Linked DNA regions of Mus musculus: region 2 is linked to region 1. Evidence: chromatin contacts called from public Hi-C data. All regions are on one chromosome and are shown on one strand. Each heading gives the region's core, a stretch centred on a gene start, on an enhancer-like site or on the middle of the called end of the contact. The rest is flanking DNA. Distances are from core to core; before and after follow the strand shown.

Region 1 (5,961 bases), core at 977-3,476:
GGACCACAAGTGAGACACAGCTCAAGAGGCCACCCTCCCACTGACCACTCCTTCAACTAAATCTCCCCCATTTTACCATTTCTCAACAATGCCATGATATTCTGAGTTTAATGAAGAGTAATTGACCAGGTCACTTTTTATGGCTTAGAAGGCTGTGCTAACTTGAAAGCCTGAGTTTGACCTCTGGATTTCAGAGGAAGAAGAAAACCAAATCTTAAAAGTTGTACTCTGATCTACACACACAAAGCGACTACTATTAATAATAATTAAAGTAAACAAATGATTGGCCCACAGTCAACTAAAAAAGGAGGAGGAAGAGAAGATCAGGCCCCTTTCTAAAAGTTCATCAGCTGACATCCATACCTGCAATAAATGAGCCGGCTGGGGCCATTTCATACGCAAGCTGTAACATGGAAGCAAGAGACTCACTAGTCGAGTCTGGGCTACACAAGCTGCTTTTCTCACACAAAGATAAAAAGGTGCTAAGGCTACAGCTTAGTTGGTAGAATGTGTTGTTCAAACCCCTGCACCACGTAAGACCTGGTGTGATTGTGCACTTCTATAACATAGCACTTGGGAGATGGGCTTAGGAGGATCAGAAATTATAGGTCAGCCATCGTTGGCTACACAGCAAGTTTGAAGCCAGCCTGTCTCAAGAAATGCTTGCCTTGTATACAGAAAGCCCTGGGTTCTATCCCTGGCACCATATAAGACAATCCCAGCACTGGGGAGGTGGAGGCAGGAGGGTCAGAAGTTCAAGGTCATCCCTGGCTACAGTAAATTAGAAGCTGGCTTGGGCTACATAAGAACTGGTCACATCAAGAAGAATAGCAATAAAAATATTTAGATTTATGACTGTGTATGGTGGTATTCATCTGTAATCAGAACTTCTGAGGCTAAGGTAAAAGGATCTTGATTTTGAGACCAGCTTGTGCCGTATAGCAAGTCCAGTCCAGCCTTTGAGCTGTGTAGTTAGATTCAATCAAAATCAAGACTAGAGGCTGAGGAAATAGCTCACTTGTTATTAGCACGCCTAAAGTCCTGAGTTGATCCTGAATAGGTAAAAGAAAGGCTTAGTGTGTTCAATTACTATTTATAATATAAACTTAGAATCAGGTTAATATATGACAGTTGAGATTTTTTTAGATAATAGGGCTCTTTTATTTTAATTTCTTATTTTTATGTGTATGAGTATTTTTCCTACACATGTGCCTGTGCATTTAGGAGACAGAAGCAGGCAGATTTCTGGGAGTTCAAGGATGCCCTGGTTTACATTATAATTTTGAGGCCAGCTAGAATTACAAAGTGAGACCCTGTCTCCAAAAAACAAAAGAAAAGGAAGAGCTAGCACTCAAGGCTTTGTTTTTGTTTTTACTGTTAAGTTAATCTGTGTCTCTTTTCTTCTTATACCCTCTCTGCATGTGTCATGTTTGTGTGCGTGTATGTGTGTGTGTGTGTGTCTGTGTGTGTATATGTATGTCTATGTCTATTTCAGGAGGGCTATGTGTATGCCTGTGTATCTCTCTGTGTGTCTCTGTGTGTATGTGTTTCTGTGTATGGGTGTCTGTGCTTGTGTGTATCTGTGTATATATCTATGTATCTATATGAGTATGTCTGTGTGTTTATGTGTGTGTGCCTATGTATGTGTGTGTGTATGTGCTTAAAGCTTTTTTTAAGGATATTCATTTTATAACAGGATGGTGGTGGGCTTAAAATAGCCCCCCACATATTATGTTTCTAGTTATGTTCTAAAGACATACTTCTTAGCTTGGGTGTATTCACTCTTGATCCCTGAAACTTCCTCTTGGCACTAGTTTATAAAAGCCAGAATGTTGAAATAGCCCTGTTAGTTTGAGATCTGAAGGTGTGAACTCTTTCAGAAACATAATTGAAACCATTACTCAGTTCTGTAATTTGGGATCACTCAGCAACAAGCTACGGAAGTGAGAGGTGCAACAGCACACAGCAGTGCCTGGTTCCTCTCTTAGCTTTGTACTAGAAAAGTCTTCTCTATCTAGTCTTTATCAAAGTCTTGTGTGCTTATTTAAAGTCTTTTCTCCTGAATGGGAAGAGTTTGAACCAATTATAAGCAAATAACCCTTTTTGTGCCTTCCTTTATGTGTATTTCTGTTGCCATGTCAACAAAATATAGCTAACATTGAGTAAACCAGTGGGTGCTTGTATGCTACCTCCCTAGGGGAAGGTAAGTGTGGAGAAGTAGAAGGGGCCAAATTGAGAACAAAGAATGCTTCTCCCCTTGGCTCTCCATTAGCTGGCTGTTTCAGTCCTCACACACACACACACACACACACACACACACACACACAAAACCCGTTTCAGCTGTTCAGAGATACAGCTAATATGTCTTATTCTTTTGCATGTTAGAACCTTGTCACTATTTGGGGTAAAATAACTGTTATAAGCTATCTTTCAGAACCAGGAAACCCAAAAATAAATGGTGATACTTACGAAATTTATATTTTGGGGGCTCAAAGGCTTACATTGTGCATATTGGTGTTGAAAGTACTTCCTGAGTGACAAGTAACTGCTTAGTCAGTAATTTACAGTCACAACCAACAAACAATGGTGGCAGAGACCTAAAACACATGGCATGCTTTTAGAACATATATTTGGTATATCAGTGGGGTGAATCCTAAAGGTGAAATCATTAGGTCAAAAACTACCTAACGTTTTAAGATTGCGAGAGTGATACCCAAACAGCTCTTCACAGTGACTGCATGTGCACCAGGAATGTCAGAAAAAGATCTTTCTCTATACATAGGAAGGGTCCTTTAAAACAGAATAGATATTTGAACATCTAGCAGCCACTTGAGAAGTAGCGGCAGGAGGATGCTTGATCCTTCTTGTAAGCACAAAAATGAAACCCCTAAACTTTGCATCAGGTTTGTGGTAGAAAGAACTGGCAACAACCCTTGCCTGTTTCTTTTAGTGGCCTCAGGTCCTGTCTGCACTTCTTCTGTGCAGCTATTCGAATCCACACCATCAGGTAACTGATTTCACAATTTTGTCTTTTTAGTCTCTTATTTTCTCACCCCCTCTTCTTTTTTTGTTATTTTTCTCCTTAAAATTGCTAAAGCTTATCCTCCCACACTTCAATCATAATTTTTTGTGGAGGGTAAAAGAGAGCTGAGTTTTGAGTTCTTCCATGTTTGAAAATACCCATGTTCTTTTCTTACACACTTCTTGCTATTCGGCCTATGTTAGGAATTTGCTAATTGACTTCTCCAGTGTTGCTTGTTAAGCTTGGCTCCTCCAGTTTCTGTTGAGCTCCTCTGCCAACCCCTAGTGAACCCTTAACATAACCCAATTAACCCTTGGTCATTGGGTTAATTTTTAATAAAATTTAAGTGTGGCTTGGTAAGAACTTTCTTAGATGTTAGCAGGAAATTGGATGAAAATTTCCCCTCCCATTTCTGAGATATAGTACAAACTAGATGATTTTTTTTCTCAGTTGCTTCATCACTTGTATCTACTTTCACTTCCTTTGTGTGGCGGTTCACAACATTTAGCCAAGAAAATGATCCAGCAGGTGCTAGCTCACATAGTCAGTTGTTCCAGTGGGAAGACAGTTCTGCACACTTAATACTTTATACTGTTACACTTCCAGATAGTGTAGGGAAGGAAACCTTCTCTGCCCATCTCAGGTTCACTCGCTTGGCCTGTAACTTACAGCAATAGAAGATATTAATGAAAGAGAAGCAAACAAAAGATTATTAACAAGCAGTGGGTCTTTAATACGCACATGCTATGTGCATTAAGAGGTGACTAACTGAACAGGGTAGTTAGAATTCAGACTTACAGCACAGTTTAACACCAACCAGTATATTTGTAGCCAAGTGACAAGGTAAAAGAAAAGCCTTAGAGCTACAAGGCTAAGTGGGTACTGTGAGAAGACAGATGTGGAAACCGCTGGTAGATGAGGGCTAGATAGTGTGGTTTGCTTGTGTACCCTCTTTTGTTAGGTCCTCGTGTCTACATTGAGATTGTTCTCTCCTCATCCTGGCAAGAGACCGGGATGGGGGGCACTTTTTAAAAGGGACTTTATATTTTGTTCTCAGGTAGTGGGGAGGAACATAGAAAACTCACCCTATCCTGCTTTGTTCAGTTGCTTTCAGCTTAAAATAAGGCTTTGCCAGAGATAAAATATACCAAGAAGGTACATATTCTTTTAGCATAGAATTTGCTAAAAGCAGAGCCAGGTTTGGTGGCTCACGTCTGTATTCCCAGCACTTAAGAGGCTGTGATAGTTAATCAACTTGATAGGATCAGCTAGAACAGTGGTTTGCAACCTTCCTTATGCTTCAATCCTTTAATATATCCTCATCTTGTAGTGACCCCCAACCATAAAATTACTGTTGTTGTTAACTTCATAACTGTAATTCTGCTATTGTTGTGAATTGGAATGTAAATATCTGATATGCAAGACATCTGATATGTAACTCCTATAAAGGGTCATTCAACTCCCAAAGAGGTCACAACTCACAGGTTGAAAATCATTGACCTAGAAGGTATGTCTGTGGTGGTTCATCTAAATTATCTAAGCCCCTGGGTATGCGTGTAAGGGATTACTTAGGTTAGGTTAACTAAGATGGGAAGATTTACCTTAACTCTGAGTAGGTGGCACATAGGCTGTGAAATGCACAATAGTTTCTGCTGCTCTCTGCTTCCTGAAAGAGTGTGACCAGCTGCCTCAAGTTCCTGCTACCCTGACTTTCCTATACCATAAAGCCTATACCTCTGGACTTTCCTATACCATAAAGCCTATACCCCTGGACTTTCCTATACCATAAAGACTATACCCCTGAACTTTCCTATACCATAAAGACTATACCCTGAACTTTCCTATACCATAAAGCCTATACCCTGAACTTTCCTATACCATAAAGCCTATACCCCTGGACTTTCCTATACCATAAAGCCTATACCCCTGGACTTTCCTATACCATAAAGCCTATACCCCTGAACTTTCCTATACCATAAAGACTATACCCCTGGACTTTCCTATACCATAAAGCCTATACCCCTGAACTTTCCTATACCATAAAGCCTATACCCCTGAACTTTCCTATACCATAAAGACTATACCCTGAACTTTCCTATACCATAAAGACTATACCCTGAACTTTCCTATACCATAAAGCCTATACCCCTGAACTTTCCTATACCATAAAGACTATACCCCTGAACTTTCCTATACCATAAAGACTATACCCCTGGACTTTCCTATACCATAAAGACTATACCCTGAACTTTCCTATACCATAAAGACTATACCCTGAACTTTCCTATACAATAAAGAGTATACCCTGAACTTTCCTATACCATAAAGACTATACCCCTGGACTTTCCTATACCATAAAGACTATACCCCTGAACTGTGAACGCAAGTAAATCCACCCTTCCTTAAGTTGCTTTTGTTGAGTATTTTATTTCAGCAATAAGAGAAATAACTGCTAAAAAGGTGAAGGCGGGAAGATTGCTGTAAGTTTGAAGCATGCTTGGGACACCTAGTGAACCCCAGGCTAGCTTGGGCTAGAGTGTGGATACTCTGTAGGTTGGAGCAGTAGTTTTGTTGTAGGAGTGAGATAGAAATGAAGACTTGAGTATATTCAAGTCATGGATAGCCATGAAAATGGCTGTTTGTCCTCAAAGCTTTCTTACAGGATCCTTACGGATTTCTAGGGTGAAAGCAGCACACAGTTATCCTGTGAAATTTATTTTGGGTAAGGTAGTGTAAATAAAAAGAAATATAAAATCTCTTATGATTTTGGAAGTCTCCCAATAGATTCTTCAAGTAACAGATACTAGCATAAAGGAGCATGGCCTGTAAGTCACAAGGCAGTAATTCCAGCTGTCAGAGCTTCATGTAAGAGCACCATGCTCTTAGGCAGCACAAGAGAAAGAAGGTGGAAAGTAAGTAGGACACAGAAAGGCATTTTT
Region 2 (5,961 bases), core at 2,116-4,615, 530 kb after region 1:
GTTACAGTAGCATTCATGGCAGTTTTGGCATCTGTGACAAGCTGCCATCTCTCTGGGTGGCTTGCTGGTTCAGTGGTCCAAAGGTGGGGCACAGTCCTGATCCCAATGAAAAGGTCATCTGCCTGTCACATTCTATGTATGGCTTCAGATGTCCTGAGCCACTTCCTGGCCCATGGCCTGCTTCTCATTCAGATTCCTCGGGGCGATTTTCCTGCAGTCTCTGTTTTCCAGGCTACCTGTCTTCTCCTCTTGACCCAGTCTTTCCTTCAGCTTTTGATTTTGTTGTGACAGTGTGGTGGCTAATCTTGATTGTCAACTTGACACACCTGGGAGAACTCTCAACCGAGGAAGTGACTGCATTGGGCTTGCCTGTGGGCATGTCTGTGGGGATATTTTCTTGATTGCTAACTGACGGAGGATGGCCCAGCCCTCGGAGGATGGTGCCATCCGGGGGCGGATAGGCCCGGGTTGTATTATAAAAACAGCTGAGCAAGCCAGGGAGAGCAAGTCAGTTACCAGGGCTCCTTCCGACCTCTGCTTCACCTCTGCTTCGTTTCTGTCTCATTTTCCTGCCTGACCTCCCTCAGAGATGGAGATGTAAGATGAATAAACCCTTTCCTCCCCAGGAGGCTTCCAGTCAGAATGGCTTATCACAGAAAAAACAAAACAAAACAAAACAAAAAAACCCCAAAACCAAAGACTGAGCAGGGTGCCCTGCAACCCATACTGGGGTCTGAATGCTGACCTCAGGTCTCCAGGCTTGCGTGGAGCATCATGCTGGCCCTGACATGGAGATTACAGGTATGGACGGCATCTACTGCCAATCTCACTTTTAAACTGGCAGAGTGTTTTCATGTACAAAGTCATACGTAGACTCGGTGCCCTGATTTTCCCCTCAGATTATAGAGTGGTAAGAGACTTCTTGGTTCCCAGGTTCTGTCCTGGAGCCAGGCCAGCATACCTTTAATCAATCCCAGCACTCAAGAGAGACAGGCAGATCTCGGAGTTTGAGGCCAGCCTGGTCTACAGAGAAGAGACCCAGGACAGCCAGGGCTACACAGAGAAACCCTGTCTAGACAAATCAAACCAAAAAATAAGAACAAAAAAATGAAGGGTTCTGTCCTGGGGAGTTCCATTATGAGCCCCGTCTAATGGGGTGGTACTGAGGGTGAGGCCGGACCATCTCCTGACGGACTCCTGCTACAGGAGCCCAACTGCTCTCTGCCGACAGACACAATCATCCTGTGTGGAGCTATCTTAAAGGCCAGAGTGGGGAGGCACCCAGGTTGGCAGCTTAACCAGAAAGCCAGTCATTATGACACTGAGGTCATTCTTTTAGTCAGCAAGGCCAGAACTAGGTCTCCCTCCACCCTCCCTCCGCTCCCTCCCCCAGGGGGGCAGTCTGTAATCAGGCTCACTTCAAGAAGGGTAGAAAGCATGAGGGGCTGTGGGCGGCAACAGGAGCGCTGAGGCTCAGATGGCAGAGGGTGTCACCAACCCTCTAGTGCTGTGGGAGTTGCGGAGAGAGGCCAGGCAAAGCTCTCGGGCAGGCGCTTGGTGGTCTACTCTCCTGGGGAGCAGAGAACTTCATTCCTACCCCAAAAGGATGGCTCCCTTAAAACAGACAAGCATCATGGTACATACCTGTGATCCCAGCACCTGCAAGGTAGAGGCAGGAGGATGGAGAGTTTAAAGCTGACTACAAGAGAACCTGTCTCAAATATCAAAACACAAGGCAGGGTGAAGGGGCACAAGCCTTGAACCCCAGCTCGTGGGCGGCTTGGCAGGCAGAATCTCTGAGTTTGAGTCCAGCCTTACAGTCACTACATAGCAAGAGGCATGTCAGCCAGGCTTACAGAGGGAGATACAGACCCTGTCAGGAAAAAAAAAAAAAAAAGGAAGGAAGGCCGGGTTGTATGCCTTAAGTCCCAGCACTCTGAGTTCGAGGCCAGCCTGGTCTATGGAGTGAGTTCCAGGACAACCAGGGCTACACAGAAAAACCCTGTCTCAAAATAAATAGATAGATAACTAAAATAAAACAGGGAGGGGAAAAAACAAAAACAAAAACAAAAACAACCAAGAGAACAGGTTGGTGAGATGGCTGCTGTTATGACAAGGACCCACCTAAAGGTAGACAGACAGAATCAACTCCAAAGTTGTCCTCTGACCTCCACTCTTGTGCCATGATAGACCCCTCCAATCACACACACATCTTTTTTTTTTAAATTAAAAAAAAAAATTAGGGGCTGAAAAGGTGACTTAAGAGTTAAGAACAAGTGTTGCTCTTCCAAAGGACGTGAGTTCAATCCCATACGTCTATGTCAGACAACTCACTTCCTGTGACTCCTGCTCTAGGAGACCTATGGCTTTTGGCACACACACACACTCTCCCTCTCCTTCTCCCTCTCAAAAACAGAAGCAAAACAAAACAGCACCCACCCACATCACTTCCTGTTTCTTGCCCGACCTCACTCACGGCCCCTTTGGCTTTTTTTTTTTTTTTTTAATAGGACCTCATGTAGCCCATGCTGGCCTTGAACTCACCACTTATCCAAAGCTGACCTTGAACTCCTGACCCCTCTGCCTCTGCCTCCCGAGTCTGGGTTCACAGCTTTCCATGTTGGCCTTCTAGTGCACAGATGAGCCCTGCTATGGGTGCAAACATTCCCCTCACAGAGGGTACCCCCAGTTTTTCTCCTGCCACACCCTTGCCTCCCTAATGCACTAAATCCAAAGAGCTGGGGACTTTCTTGTCATTTATCCTCATTTTTAACGCCTCAAAGAATGTTTTCTAACTCTGTTGTGATTTTAAGACTGATTTTTTGAACCACGGCACCCATATTTGCCCTCCTTTTACTTTGAAAAATTCCTGGGCTAAGTTTATGGGAACTGAGCCCAGATCACAGCTGACCACTGAGGAGCAAGAGAGCTGGGGCCCCTGCAGACCAGTAAGGTTCAGGGAGAGGATGGAGGTGTGGACCGTGTGGTGGAAGGAGGAGGCCACTGCCCTGTTCATTCTATGCCTTTTACTTTGACCTGTGAAGTGATTTTTCCAGAGACTCTGGGATCCCAGCATTGTGCTCACCTCGCAGTAGGCATTAGGCCTTCTGGCCTCTGATCTGGGGTGCTCACCTGCCTCAACTGGCTTTCTGAGGGGAAAAGAGGCAGGAAGTGGTGCAGCTGACCAGACTGAGCACAGGGAAGGCGCTCCTGACTCCCTGTGGCCTGCTAGTCCAGATCCAGGCTCAAGTGGCCGCAGGATAGATGACTCAGGTAAGCCGTGCAGGCCAAACAGGCAGTGTCCACAGCCCAGCAGGCCGGGCCTATAATTAGCTTGCCTGTTGTCTTCTTAGCACCATCTCCTAAGGGTGGCCCTGCTGGGCCCTGAGCCAAGGCTGGAGGAGGCTGGCAAGAATGTGGTTATCTCACTTGGTGTTTGGTTGCCCAAGATGCTGCTTCCCGATGCTTCTAAAACTGGGCATCGAGCTGAAGTACCAGCACCTCTGCTGATGGGGGAGAGCCACTGGGCGAGAAGAATCCTTCCCATAGCAAGGATGAGCTAGCGAGACATTCTGGGATGTTTTTGCCTGAGCCCAGTGCCCATTTCTTTTCCTCAGACCCAAAAGTCCCTACAGCCTGGAGACACGGGTGGCCAGGTGTGCAGCTAAGGATTGCTTAGCAACCACGTAACAAACATCAGGTCCCTTAGCTCTTAAGCAGCCCTTTGACATAGACACTGACTACTCCTGCCCCTTTTACATATCAAGAAGCAGAGGCCCCAGGAGCTGGCTCAGAAGACAGACTGATAACAAGGGCATCCAGTATTTGAGTCCAGATGGCCAGATCCCGACTGACTCTGAGCTGGCTTGGCCACAACCTGTGTGCCGTCTTGGCTGTCACTCCCCACTCTGACCTTGGCTGAATGCAGGGAGTCAGGCCATAGTCTTTGCAACTTTGTGTCTGGTTCTACCGCTGGACAGGTATGGAAAGGGCACTGGGTGGAAGGCCCTCCCTTCCCTGGCCCTGGACAGCCATGTTTACTTCTGGTTGGGAAGTGTGGCTTCATAGGCACCTGACTGACCTGACGGGGTGGTAATGAACTCATGACCTGTACCACTGACTCACGGGCCAAAGCTGCTTCCCCACTCCATTCCTCAGTTTCCCCGGTGGATCAAGGGGCAGTAATGACCTCTTTGTGTTCCGTGCCGCCATGAATCGGGGTCAGTGAGCATCAGTCACACACCCTGGAATGCTCACAAGGAAAGGGTCATCTGCCGGGCCCGAGCTGCACGGTTGCCCGTGATGACATTGCTCTGGCCCTTGGCCCTGTGGCCACGTCCTCCAGGTTTTGTTACTGGCTTAACTCTGTGGGCTGGGTTTGGAGTGACTCAGCCTGAGTGTTGGTGACACCTTGGGAGGACTGGCGTCAGTGCAGCCATGTGGAGCAAGGTGGCTGCCAGTGGCTCGTCTCCTCTTGTGGCTTTCTCTTCTGGCTTCCCAGTCAGTCTGGTCTTTAGGCATTTCTGCACGCCTCTAATGGTGGATACAATGTCTCTAATGCTGGATACAAGGGATTAGCCCTGAACTTTAAGGAGAGCATCCTCAGGAGTGCCTTTAATCCCAGCACTCGAGAGGCAGAGGCAGGAGGATTTCTGAGTTTGAGGCCAGCCTGATCTACAGAGTGAGTTCCAGGACAGCCAGGGCTATACAGAGAAACCCTGTCTCAAAAAAAAAAAAAAAAAAAAAAAAAAAAAAAAAAAGGAGAGCATCCTCCACTTCTCTGGATCTTCACTAAATACATTCTCTTTCCTCTTCTCTGGGCACCCACCTCCATGCTGTCCATTTTCCTATCACTGGACTGGTCTGTGCTACAAAGCAGGCAGCCCCAACTTCCAGTCTACACTGACTTAGACAAGACAAAGCCAGATGCTGTGGCGAGGCTGGCGAGGTGGTGTCTGCCTTCCATAAGAGCGCTAGGGAGGCACATGGAGGTGGGTCTCTGTGTCTGAGGCCAATCTAGTCTAAATAGAGCAGAGGTTCTCAACTTGTGGGTTGCAACCCAACGTGGGAGGGGTTGTCAAGTGACCCTTTCACAGGGGTCACATAAGGCCACCGGAAAACTGGTATTTACATTACCATTCCTAAGTGTAGCAAAATTAATTAGTCATGTAAAAAGAAAAAAAAAATCACGAGAAACTGTATTAAAAGGGCCACAGCATTAAGAAGGTTAAGAACCACTGACAAAATTTCCAGACCAGACAAGGCTACAAAGTGAGACATTTTCTAAGACAAAACAAAACAAAACAAATCAAAACACCCGAAAAATGATGCAGAAATGAGGGTGAACCATTTGGAAAGGAGAGTTGTCGCCCAGGGCCTGTCCCCCAGTGATTGGTGGCGGTGGGTCCGTGGTTGTTTGAAAGGCAAGCTGGAGTTTAATGTGAAGCACTGGCGGCACCTAATGGCTCTAGTGGGTACTGCTAGTATTACAGCTTGACACTATAGCTAACCTGACCTTGAGTCTGGACTAAATACCTAAGTTTTTGGAAAGTGGGCAGATGCTATGGCTCTCATAAAGGGGAAGTTTTCTAAGTTTTCTAGCCATTTACTACCTCATACGTCACATTTTCCTGGATGTCTAGTTACCTACAGAACACAGATCACTCTAGTTACACACGTTTTTGACCCACATTAGATAAAGAGCAACTTAAAAACTCTGAGTATCATTCCACTATATGAATAAACTACATTACAATAATAGTCCTGGGCTGGGGAGATGGATCAGCGGGTAAGAGCACTGACTGCTCTTCTGAAGGTCCCGAGTTCAAATCCCAGCAACCACATGGTGGCTCACAACCACCCATAATGAGATCTGGCATGTCTGAAGTCAGCTACAGTGTACCTATGTATAATAATAATAAATAAATCTTTGAAAAAAAAACAATAATAGTCCTTTGATTT

Evidence for each region. A called contact is a pair of places that touch in the nucleus more often than the background predicts.
Region 2: a Hi-C map of Th1 cells shows a contact between it and region 1, with 2.7 times the contacts expected there. The contact joins two enhancer-like sites. A contact is called at or near these places in 2 of 15 datasets of contacts at CTCF or cohesin (large pre-B cells and pro-B cells), 35 of 484 Hi-C or Micro-C datasets (the C10 cell line, the G1E-ER4 cell line, the HL-1 cell line and 22 more), 6 of 115 datasets of contacts at active chromatin or transcription factors (T-cell acute lymphoblastic leukemia, bone marrow-derived dendritic cells, effector CD8 T cells and 3 more) and 1 of 9 other capture datasets (embryonic stem cells).

What each region holds. Positions count from the first base shown.
Region 1 is chr6:29,825,510-29,831,470 of GRCm38.p6, forward strand. The region is part of intron 1 of Ahcyl2 (S-adenosylhomocysteine hydrolase-like 2); the gene reads left to right. Among named protein-coding and RNA genes, the nearest start is that of Ahcyl2, 60 kb to the left of the region's middle. Within about 2 kb of position 2,227, at least 73 of the 459 cell types and tissues checked have an H3K27ac peak or open chromatin away from gene starts, as enhancers often do. A contact at or near this core is called in Th1 cells, effector CD8 T cells, granulocyte-monocyte progenitors and 2 more, where this site is marked.
Region 2 is chr6:30,352,521-30,358,481 of GRCm38.p6, forward strand. No RefSeq gene overlaps it. Among named protein-coding and RNA genes, the nearest start is that of Zc3hc1, 36 kb to the right of the region's middle. Within about 2 kb of position 3,366, at least 102 of the 459 cell types and tissues checked have an H3K27ac peak or open chromatin away from gene starts, as enhancers often do. A contact at or near this core is called in Th1 cells, effector CD8 T cells, granulocyte-monocyte progenitors and 2 more, where this site is marked.